Linked DNA regions of Mus musculus: region 2 is linked to region 1. The links are chromatin contacts, called in public Hi-C maps. All regions are on one chromosome and are shown on one strand. Each heading gives the region's core, a stretch centred on a gene start, on an enhancer-like site or on the middle of the called end of the contact. The rest is flanking DNA. Distances are from core to core; before and after follow the strand shown.

What was found. Hi-C and Micro-C count contacts between places; a contact is called where the count stands out from the background.
Region 2: a contact with region 1 is called in a Hi-C map of uterus, with 2.8 times the contacts expected there. The contact joins two enhancer-like sites. A contact is called at or near these places in 3 of 15 datasets of contacts at CTCF or cohesin (the NIH/3T3 cell line, large pre-B cells and pro-B cells), 12 of 484 Hi-C or Micro-C datasets (the N1E-115 cell line, bone marrow-derived macrophages, cardiomyocytes and 7 more), 4 of 115 datasets of contacts at active chromatin or transcription factors (astrocytes, bone marrow-derived dendritic cells, large pre-B cells and 1 more) and 1 of 9 other capture datasets (liver).

What each region holds. Positions count from the first base shown.
Region 1 is chr10:13,915,104-13,920,462 of GRCm38.p6, forward strand. No RefSeq gene overlaps it. Among named protein-coding and RNA genes, the nearest start is that of Gm22995, 29 kb to the left of the region's middle. Within about 2 kb of position 2,043, at least 51 of the 459 cell types and tissues checked have an H3K27ac peak or open chromatin away from gene starts, as enhancers often do. A contact at or near this core is called in cortical glia and uterus, where this site is marked.
Region 2 is chr10:14,194,646-14,199,662 of GRCm38.p6, forward strand. No RefSeq gene overlaps it. Among named protein-coding and RNA genes, the nearest start is that of Gm51759, 70 kb to the left of the region's middle. Within about 2 kb of position 2,311, at least 47 of the 459 cell types and tissues checked have an H3K27ac peak or open chromatin away from gene starts, as enhancers often do. A contact at or near this core is called in cortical glia and uterus, where this site is marked.

The DNA of each region.
Region 1 (5,359 bases), core at 793-3,292:
AGCTTACCTCATGCGCGTACTTTTGTGAATCTGTGAAGGAAGATTTTTCCAACACAAGTTGGTACCCACAAGAAATAGAAGTGGTGAAAGTAGTGTAGATATAAGATATTTATTTAGGGATAATGCTCACTGTTTTCTTCCTGTTGTCTTGCCCATCAGCATGGGAACTCTGGGAGGTCCCTATCTTATCTCTCAGGGGCAGGATGATGCCTTTTAAAAATGTAAGGAGAATCCATTGCTCTGTACAAGCATACAGATCTGCTAGCCCAGCCAGCACAACAATGACGCGCTGATGCCAAAGGACTCCCACACTTTCTCTCCATGAGTAATTCAGCACACTCCACTGTCAGTCAGCTAGCAACAACGCTCCCCTCTCCCCTTAGTATGCTTATATTTCCAGAGTCTTTCCCACCACTTCTCAGGCTCAGGATACATTCTTTCCCTTCCAGCTTGATAAACTGGAAAGGGCAGCAAGATTACTTGATTTCTCTTACTGGATAAAAGCCCTTTTCTCATACAAGTTATCCTGGACCTTGCTGCCTCTCAGACTCTGGCTCCAGAGGGACCGGTGTTGCCTGCTCTGTCCTGAATGCCTGTGATCCCACAGTAATAAGTAGAGTGAGATACTTGCACTCTTGTTAGGGTTGCTGGTGTGCAAGTGAAAGCAATTGCCGAAGCTACTTGACATCAGATGAGACATGTTCCCTTCCAGAATCTCTGCTGCAAGTGAAAATATTTATGAGTTCCTAGGCTGTTTCTCAGACTGTCGTGCCTTCTACTTAATCATAAATAATTTATAATGCTTTTGTCGGGGGTGGGGGAGGACAGATACAAAACAGGGTTTCACTGTGTAGCTCTGGAACTTTGTGGACCAAGCTGACCTTGGACTCAGAGATTCCCCTTCCTCAACCTCCTGTGCTGGGATTAAAGGTATGAACCACCACTGCCAGATAATACTTCTTGTATAGTCCTGAAATGAAAGAGACAGCTACTACAATCTATCTAGACATCATTTTAAAAAATCAATATAATGCACTAAAACCAAAACAAACAAAAACAAACAAAACAAAACAAAAACTCTAAAAGAAATAGAGGGAAATGGTTTCTAGCAGGTCACCAATGAGTTTCCTGATGTAAATGCAAAGGATTAGTATTCTAGAGAAGGTAGTCGATAGGGGGGGAGGGGCTCTATTTATTAGCTAAGTCAACATCAACCTCTAACAATGACAAGGGTGGATGGTGGACATGCTCAGCTTGGAGAAATCCAGGATTGAAACTAGCCTCAGAGGTACCATGATCAGGATGATAGTTTTCATGAAAAATGTGATCAAATTCAAATAAAATAAAGAGCAGTCTTGAATGGGAAGGTTTGGCAGTAGGGTGGGCACCTCTTCTGCCCTCACATAATATGAACACTTTTTTTAATGGATACAAATCAGCTCTGGAACATTGACAAGTTAGACGGGCTGCAAAACAGGTTGTTGTTGCTGGTGGTTTGATTTATTCTGTCTGGACCTTTCTGGCAAGCTTTGGAACCGCTGCACTCCTGGAGACGGGATTAGTAAGAAATCAAACTCAGCAGTTTTGTTATCTTGATAACAACAACAACAACAATCTTCTGTTTGATTGCTTATATGTTGGAAAAGGGATGACAAAGTACTCATTGAGAGCCATGTCGCCATCGCCTGTCAGCAGGGAATGTGGACAGAGTGGGATAAGATGTGGTAGGTGTGATGGGGGTTTTGTTTGACATTTATTGGGACCCAAGATGCTTCAGTGTTGCTGAAGGGATGTAATGTGCTTCTGAACTCCATTTCAGAAACTGGGCCTGAGTTGGGCAGCCTGCAGAGGCTAAGTAGCCTCCTGAAGGCCAAACAAGAAGGAAGTAACGAGAGGAGCAGAGTTTGGTTCCATAGCAGGAACATTCTTGGCTCTGTGACTGAACAGAAAACGAAGAGATGGTCAGTACCACACACACAGCCAAGAGGCCCCTGCCTGGAAATTTCAAGGGGGTTCCCAGCTGAGCCGTGCCAGATGCATGAAAGCCCGGTCTGGGTAGAGAATGTCAATCAAGCTATTCACAGGCTCCAGCGGAGGGAGGTCCTGTCCACTGCTGTGCGGCAGAGTCGGAATCTTGGCCCGAGACCCAGCCTGGAACAATGCCACTCTCTATGGGATTTTTCATTCTTTCTCTCTCTTTTTTTTTCCGTTCTTAAAAAAAAACTTCATTGTTTTCCCCTTTATAATAGAAATAATAGATGTTCGTTGTAAAATGTTCCTACAGTGTAAAGATGCAAAAAGCAAGAAAAGACAATTCTACAATTCCATCGCTCAAAATTAATTACTGCTTACATCTTTTGCTTTGGGATTTTTCCTTGTGTATATAAAAACATTAATTTTAAAAGACATCACATTACAACGACCGTTTTTTAGCTTGTTGCATTTATCGTGCAATGAACGTATTTTGATTTCTAGTCACTACCGATCTGCGACAACCTGGATCCTTCCTTCTTTTCAGAGGTTACAGAACACAGGTCTATGTCTACTTTTCATTAGGTCCACAAGGAAACTGTAGAGGGGCAAACAGATCTCAGAAATAATCATTTTTCACATTTTTTGCCCTCACAAACAATACTACAATAGGTGCCACTGGATATGCATATTTGTGCAAGAGTAAAAATATCTTCATGATTAAGTTGTCAAATAACCAGCAAAGACTCTACCAAATGACATTTTCCTAATAGTGCTTGAAAAATGTCCTTTTTTTTTTTAAACCCCTGAGTAATCTATTTAGTAAAAATGTATCTACTCTTTGCTCTGGGGAAAAGAATATGCACTGATCATTTGAAAATATAATAAACCATGTGAAACAACTATCATAGCTCTCAGACATAACCACTGAGATGTGTGAGTGTGAATCTAGAGCCCAGGGGATGGTACATATCCACTGGAGACCCGAGGGCAGCTATTCAGAAAAAGGGTCTTCAGGATAGATTAGCAATGTCAAGGGAGAGAATCCTTGATTCCACTGGGCCTATACCAAATAGTATGTGAGAGAAGAGATGGTACAGAAGACAGGGTGATAGAAACAGAAACAAGACTAGAGTGATTCGGCCACAAGCCAGGGAAGGCCAAGGATCGCCAGTCGTCATACAGAACCACTGAGAACACAAGCATACATTTTTTTTCCTGTGCGGACATGTTTTCAGTTCTTTTGGGTGTATACCTACCAGACTAACTGCAAGATCACATGATGATCACATATTTATAAGATATGGCAAACCGGTTCCACGGTAGCCTCATCAGCTTATAATTCCATGAGCAAAGTACACAGATGTGTGGCTCACTCTTGTTTTCCATTTTTAAAATTATTATAGTCCTTGCAGTAGGGATTTTATCCCCAGGGTAAGCAGAGAGGCAGCAAATGCGTTTTTCTTCATTGCTTCTAGGAAGAATCTCTCCTCTGAAATCTTTATTTCCAACTTCTTGCCTCAGGATCTGTGAGGGGCTCAATGTCTGCTGTTCTGTTATGCTGTGATCTTTGTGGTAGTCAGCATGCCAGGCAGCTGACATCTCTCCAAGCCTCTGTCTCTTCATGTGCACATGGGCACCACACGTAGTTATTCGGATCAGTGTGTACCTGCCTGTAGGGATTAATTGTAAAAGTATTTTTTTTATTCTTCTGTTGTAATTGTAGTCTCCATTGATAACTGCTCCCGTCTGCTAACCAGGGCCTAATCCTGGAAGCTTCTAGCCTCTGTACAATCTAATCGAGGACTAGACTGTTTTCAGCCTCTGAGACTTGCTAAGCTCATCCCTTCCTAGTTCTTTCTGATCTCTGGATGGCTGTTTGAACTCATCTTCATCTTTTCTGGCTCAAAACTCCTCTCCAAGCGGACTTGTCCAATCTGGCTTCTCTTTCAGCCGCCTCTGAATAGCTCTACATGGCCTCATACTACCTTTGGCAACATGCTCTAATCTTTGGACTCTTTCTCATTCTCTGGCTTGTTCTGCCTTCACTTGTGTCTAGCTTGTTCTGACTCTCCATCCTGTCTCTGCTCCACTGTCCTGGAAAAGCTGCCTCATTCCTCTCTCTTTCCCGGTGCTGCTCCATCTTGTCACTTCCCTTCCCTTTCTCTTCTCATCATGAGAGTTGGGCGTATCCTGTTCTGCGAAATCTTTCTCTGATTTGTCACTTTGTCTGCCACTCAATGAAACATCACTTTCAAACATAGGTGCTTCCTTCCACCAACTAACTTTAAATTTATTGCTTGGAGTAAAAAGTATATACTAAGGCTGTGTCTATATTCCAGCTAGAGGGGTCAAATGTGTGTGCTAAGGGCTAAGGGCTGAGCCACCCTATCCCTAGAAACTGTTTTTTTTTTTTCAGCAAATGACACAATCTTGAGGTTCATAGTGTCATAAAATATACCACAACAAATAATCTCTTCTGCCTGTGTGAAAGCATCACCTGTCAATAAAAAAAAAAAAAATCCTATGGTCTATAGGAAAGGGTAGACTAGAAGCTGGCACGTCTGACAGAGAAAGAAACTCAGGGAAGGAGTCAGGAAGACACTGAATACTGTGAATGGATCCATTGAGTTACGAGCTCTAACGTCAGAGAAAAAGTGCAGCTGGGGACCTAGACATTAGCTCACAATTAGACAAGCCCCTTGCCATTATTTGGGAATTGGGGCAGACATAGTAAAAATGGTTATACCTGCTATTTTACATACTATTTTTGTTTGTTTAATATTATATGCACTGTATCTGTGTTAGTTAAAAGAGAGCCACATAATTTATTTTAAACATTTACATGAAGTTTTTTAAAAATTATTTTAAAATTTTAATTGATTTACTTTATATCCTAACTGCAGTTTCCCATCTGTCCTCTCCTCCCAGTCCCACATACCTTCCTCCCCCACCCCATCCACTCCTCCTCTCTTTCTCTTCAGAAACAGGGAGGCCTCCCATGGACATCAACCAGCCTTGTCATAGCAGCTTTCACTAAGACTATGCACACCTCCCATTGAGGATAGCCTAGGCAGCCCGGCAGGGGAAAGAATCCCAAAGACAGGAAACAGAGTCAGAGACAGCCCCTGTCCTACATGAAGACCAAGCAACACAACTGCTACCTATGTGCAGTGGGCCTACCTAGGCCAATCCACTACATGCTCCCTGGCTGGCAGTTTAGTTTCATTGAGCCTCCATAGGCCCAGTTTTCTTGTGGTGTCCTTGATCCCTTTAGCTCCTATGATCCTTAAGCCTGTTCTTCCTCAGGATTCCCCATGCCCAGCCTGATGTTTGGCTATGGATCTCTACACCTGTTTCCATTAGTTGTTGGGTGAAGCCTCTCTGA
Region 2 (5,017 bases), core at 1,061-3,560, 280 kb after region 1:
ACTGAAAGGCATTATCAAAAGCCTCCCCTTAGTGTGAACAATGACAAACGGGAGACATTTCGAGAACTCCCAGCAAGACACATGGGCATCTCCTCTTTCCTGAATTTTTACTACTTTTATAAGACTGGAGAGAGGCTTTAGGGATCCTGTGAGTTTCAGGAACTTCCTTAGACATACGCTTTTCTTACCTAAGTCTTAAGGAGCCTTCTTCTAGAAGAAAATGTTTTAATTAGGAGGAAATAGCCACACAGCATCACTTCTCTAAGGCCCTCCTCTTGTGTTATCCAGCTTTCCACTGTTGTATCAAATACTTAAGGTAATTAACTTATAAAGAGAAAAGGCTTATTTGGGGTCAAGATGTTGGAGGTTTCAGCCCATGACTATTTAGCTCCATTTCTTTTGGACATATGGCAAGGAAGCATATGGGTACCTTGCTTAAAGTACAAGCTGCTCATTTTCTGGCTAGAAAATCAAAGAGTGAAAGAGGAAAGGATTTGGACGTCACAGCCTCCTTTAAGAGCACCCCATCATAATGTAAAGACTTTCTGCTGGGCCTTTCCTTCTAACCACTCTGCATCCCGCTATTCCTACACCTTTACCCCATGAACGTTGGGGAAGTTTTCCAATTCCAAACTGCAGTGTCTTTATTTGTATGGACTTGTCTATACATGTCCCCTAGATAGTTACACACACACGCACATGCACACGCACACACACAGCCTTTTCCTCTTTTCTCTAGTAAATATGAAAAACCAACCAACCAACCAAACAAAGAACAGCAATGACAACCACAAAATGCAGAACACCATAATAGAACAGATGCTGGTAGGGCTGTGGGTGGCACATCAGGTGCCCCTTACTTTTATATCTGCTTACTTTCTCACCACTGCTACATCAAAACACACCAAGCTCAATGGAGCCTCAAAGTTTCTGATCTGAAGGTTTTCCAGGCTATAAGCTGCAAAATTCAAGTCCCACTACAGGAATAACCAATCAAAGTATAGCCTCAGAATAGCTGGTCCATGTGTGATGGAAACTCAAAACTTTTCTTTTGCTCTTTCTCTCTATTGCTTGCCAGGGACCTGTAACAGGCTTACTGGAAACTGTCCCTTGTTCTAAAAAGAAAACCCATCAGGACTCATGAAAGCCACTAGCGTCTGCACAGAGAGGACCAGGGTACCATACAGAGAAGGAAATGACCAGAGGCCAGGGTCAACAACTGGGGAACAGGAGTTGAGGGGAGTCTCTGTCCTCTGGCTGCTTGGCAGGGCCCTGCTTTCCAAGGCCTTGGCCAGGGCAACCCAGTTTATTTTCGGTTAATCTGGGTATGCCCTAATTTATTACTGGAGCCTCAAATTTGCATGTCTACTTTAAGAGACCCTAACAAGTACACATAATAAAATGTTAATTTATGCCTTCTGTGAGGATTGGGATCTAGCGTGGCTTTGACGCAACTGCAAAGCAGAACAAATCTGGAAACTCTGGCAGGCAGGCAGGATGGTGGGGGAGGGACTGCGCGCTTCTCTGGGTTTTAGAAGGGCAGCTGCTGGAGGAGGCTGGGAAAGTATCCTGGCGTTCCCCTCCATGTACAACCCAAGGGGGCTTTCTACAATAGTCCAGGGTGGCCCTTTTGTCTCAGACCCCTGACTAAACACAATATCAAAATATCACCAAGCATAAAGCAGGCCGGTTGGTAAATACTTGGTGGATTGATTCATAATACTGGGAATGTCTTGAGCACAGACATTTCCTTCCGCGGTTCTGGAACTGTCAGGTCTTGCTTAGCTGCTCCTAAGCTCCACGCCCAGCTTCTCTCTGAAGAAAGCAGCCCACGCTTGCATTCGTGCGGCATTTATGGAAGCTGCGAACAGCCACTCCCGCAAAGGATCGCTGGATTCCTCAGACATTACCCAGTGCAGGCTGTCCTGGGAGATCTTTCACATCAGTTGTGATCTCCTCAGGTACCATCCCCATGGCTGACACTCTAGAGCAGTGTTTCTCAATAGTCCCTCCTGTGTGGTTACCCTCAGCCATAAAACTATTTTTGTTGCTACATTATAACCGTAAATTTGCTATGTTATTGATGATAAGGTAAATATTTGTGTTTTCTGATGGTCCCTTGAAACAGTCATTTGACCCTCAAAGAGATGACGACCCACACAGGCTGAGAACCGCTGCTCTAGCGTCTCTTAAACTGGTCCTCTTATTCAGAACCATACTATTTATTTACATCTCCTCATTATACTGACCTTGGGAGGATTTCAGGATTAAAATATACCAGCAGACTTCTGGTAGGTTTATGTAACCAACTTCTGGCGCTCCTGCCAAATCTATGATACCACATTCCTCCAAGAACCACTCCTTTCTCCACAAACGGAACCCCAAGTAAGCAGCCATCACCCAACCACCACGGCCATGGATTGTATCAGGGGCCCTTGGCCCTCATCGGGTGAGCACTATCTTCCTCTTAGGAATTTATAACTAGGTTTAAGAAAGTTGAGTAGACATTAGTATCTGGGTCAGGCATGGAGTTTGGAGGTACAGAGGACATTTGCTAAGAGAATCAAGACAAGCCAGGATATGGAGTAAAAAAAGAAAAATAAAGTAAAATAGAATCTGCATAGATTTGGGTATCCTTCATGCTGCTGGGTTCTGAAGGTGACTCAATATTCTTTCCAATAATTTCCTATTCGTCGACTGGGCTTATTTGACTGGATTTCCGGTACTTGCTTGCAAAGGGACTTTCAAAAGACATTACTTTTTATGATAGAGTTCTGTTGCTGTAATCAGGACTGCATCCCTCACTGAATTGTCGCCCTCTATAGGATTGACTGCCCAACTTCCAGTGGCTTATGACACCAGTATCATAATCCACACTTAGACTCAGGGTGCTCTACAAACTGTTCATCTAACCCAGGTCATTTTCTCTGTCTCTTCCATATAGCCCCGTTTTTTGAGTCAGTCTATCTGTCTCTCTGTCCTTCTCACTCTCTCACCCTCTTCCTCTGCCGCACCTCTGTATTCAGAGGTCATCCTCTAGTGTTATTTCTGGGCAGCTCATCTTGATTTTGTGGTAGGCCAACACTGGACTGGAACGCACAATAGTTAAATCTGGCTGTCTACTGAGCCTCAGCTTCTTGTCCTACTGAGCCTTGTCATCAGTACTGTGACCACAAGTATATATCATGCTGTTCTTTTCACATTGGTCTGGGGACAGAAGTCCTATCTGCATGTTTTCGAGGTGAGCACTTTCCCAACTGAGCTATCTCCCTTGCTCCTGTCCTCCTTGTCTTAGTCAGGGTTTCTATTCCTGCACAAACATCATAACCAAGAAGCACTTGGGGGAGGAAAGTATTTATTCTGCTTACACTTCCATACTGCTGTTCATCACCAAGGAAGTCAGGACTGGAACTCAAGCAGGTCAGAAAGCAGGAGCTGATGCAGAAGCCATGGAGGGATGCTCTTTACTGGCTTCTTCTCCTGGCTTGCTCAGCTTGCTCTCTTATAAAACCCAAGACTACCAGCCCAGAGATGGTCCTACCCACAAGGGGCCTTTCCCCCTTGATCACTAATTGAGAAAATGCCTTACAGTTGGATCTCATGGAGGCATTTCCTCAACTGAAGCTCCTTTCTCTGTGATAACTCCAGCTGTGTCAGGTTGACACAGAACTAGTCAGTGCACTCCTCTTTAGAGCTCTCTAAACCTTATTTCCCTGTGTCACTGCCTGGGTTGGAATGGTCTTTCCTTTCTTCTTGGCCATACATGAGATCTGGATTAGACACTGGAAGCTTTTCAGTTTCATATATGACCACTCTGGAAAAAGCGGGCACAGTTCTTATTAACAGCAGCGAACAATTTGCCTAATGAAAACTGAGTTTAAACTGCTAAAGAAGTGAGAGAGCTAAACTGTGTTCTTGGCTCACTGGGAAGGAGTGTCTTCCTTTCATAAAAACTTTAACATTTCTCAGCACTGAGGGAGGAGCCAAATAGCACCAGTGTTCTCCCAGATGTAAAGGGCATGGTGGGGTCTGTATATAGAGAGAGCATAAAATAACTTATCAGACCCCTACTTTGTGTGTTCAGTGTCAATGGATTACACCCTGAACTGAAGCAAGAATGGCAGAGGAGAAGCCCACTGGATGAATGGTTTTAATACTGTCTGATGACAATAAAGCCAGAGATGCTGGAGTGAGTGGAGAGATGGATCAACAACGTCAAGAGTATTGACTGCTTTGCCAGAGGACCCAGGGTCAATTCCCAGCATCTACTTGGTGAGTCACAACCATCTGTAACTCCAGTTCCAGGGAATCTAAACGCCTCTTCTGACCTCTGTGTGTACCAGGTATATATGCTGTACACAGACATATATGCAGGAAGAACACCCCACATGGTAATTAGTAATAATACTATTAATAAAGCCATAGATGTTGAATATATTTCTGGTGGGAGGCCAGTGGAAATGGGAAACACTGCTGGTGTGCACGACAGGCACTCTCATTTTAGGTCCATGGAACCACGCCATAAAATAGTTCACACAACATTTGTTACAAAAAGAAGCCCAAAGAAATTATTTCTTTCAAATTTTAGGCAAAAGAAACCTAATCTGTACTTTGTGCCAATCACTGTCATGGTGACCCACATTCCTGTGGGACTGGCAGCACATGGTACCTACCCCTGGGCCTTCTCACTTGTACATTGGTCCCTTGCATTTTTTCCCTTATAAGAAGCAGTTTTCAATATCACAGGAGTGGAGAGGGATGCAGCAAGGACAGGAGGGAGGGGCTGAGTTAGAAAGAGTCATCAAAAAGCAAAACAGACAGAGTTGTGTCCTGCAAACACGACATACGGGATTGCAAGACTCTTTTGATGGCCGCGCATATGGAGAAGGGCTCTCACTGCTTACGCTCGCCACTGCATTTCTTCTCCATCCCTTCTGGCTTCCTGTCATCCCTTGCCAAAAGAAATGTTTTTCTGTCATTCTTTGAAATCATTTCAATTCTGTTTTGGAGTGGGCTC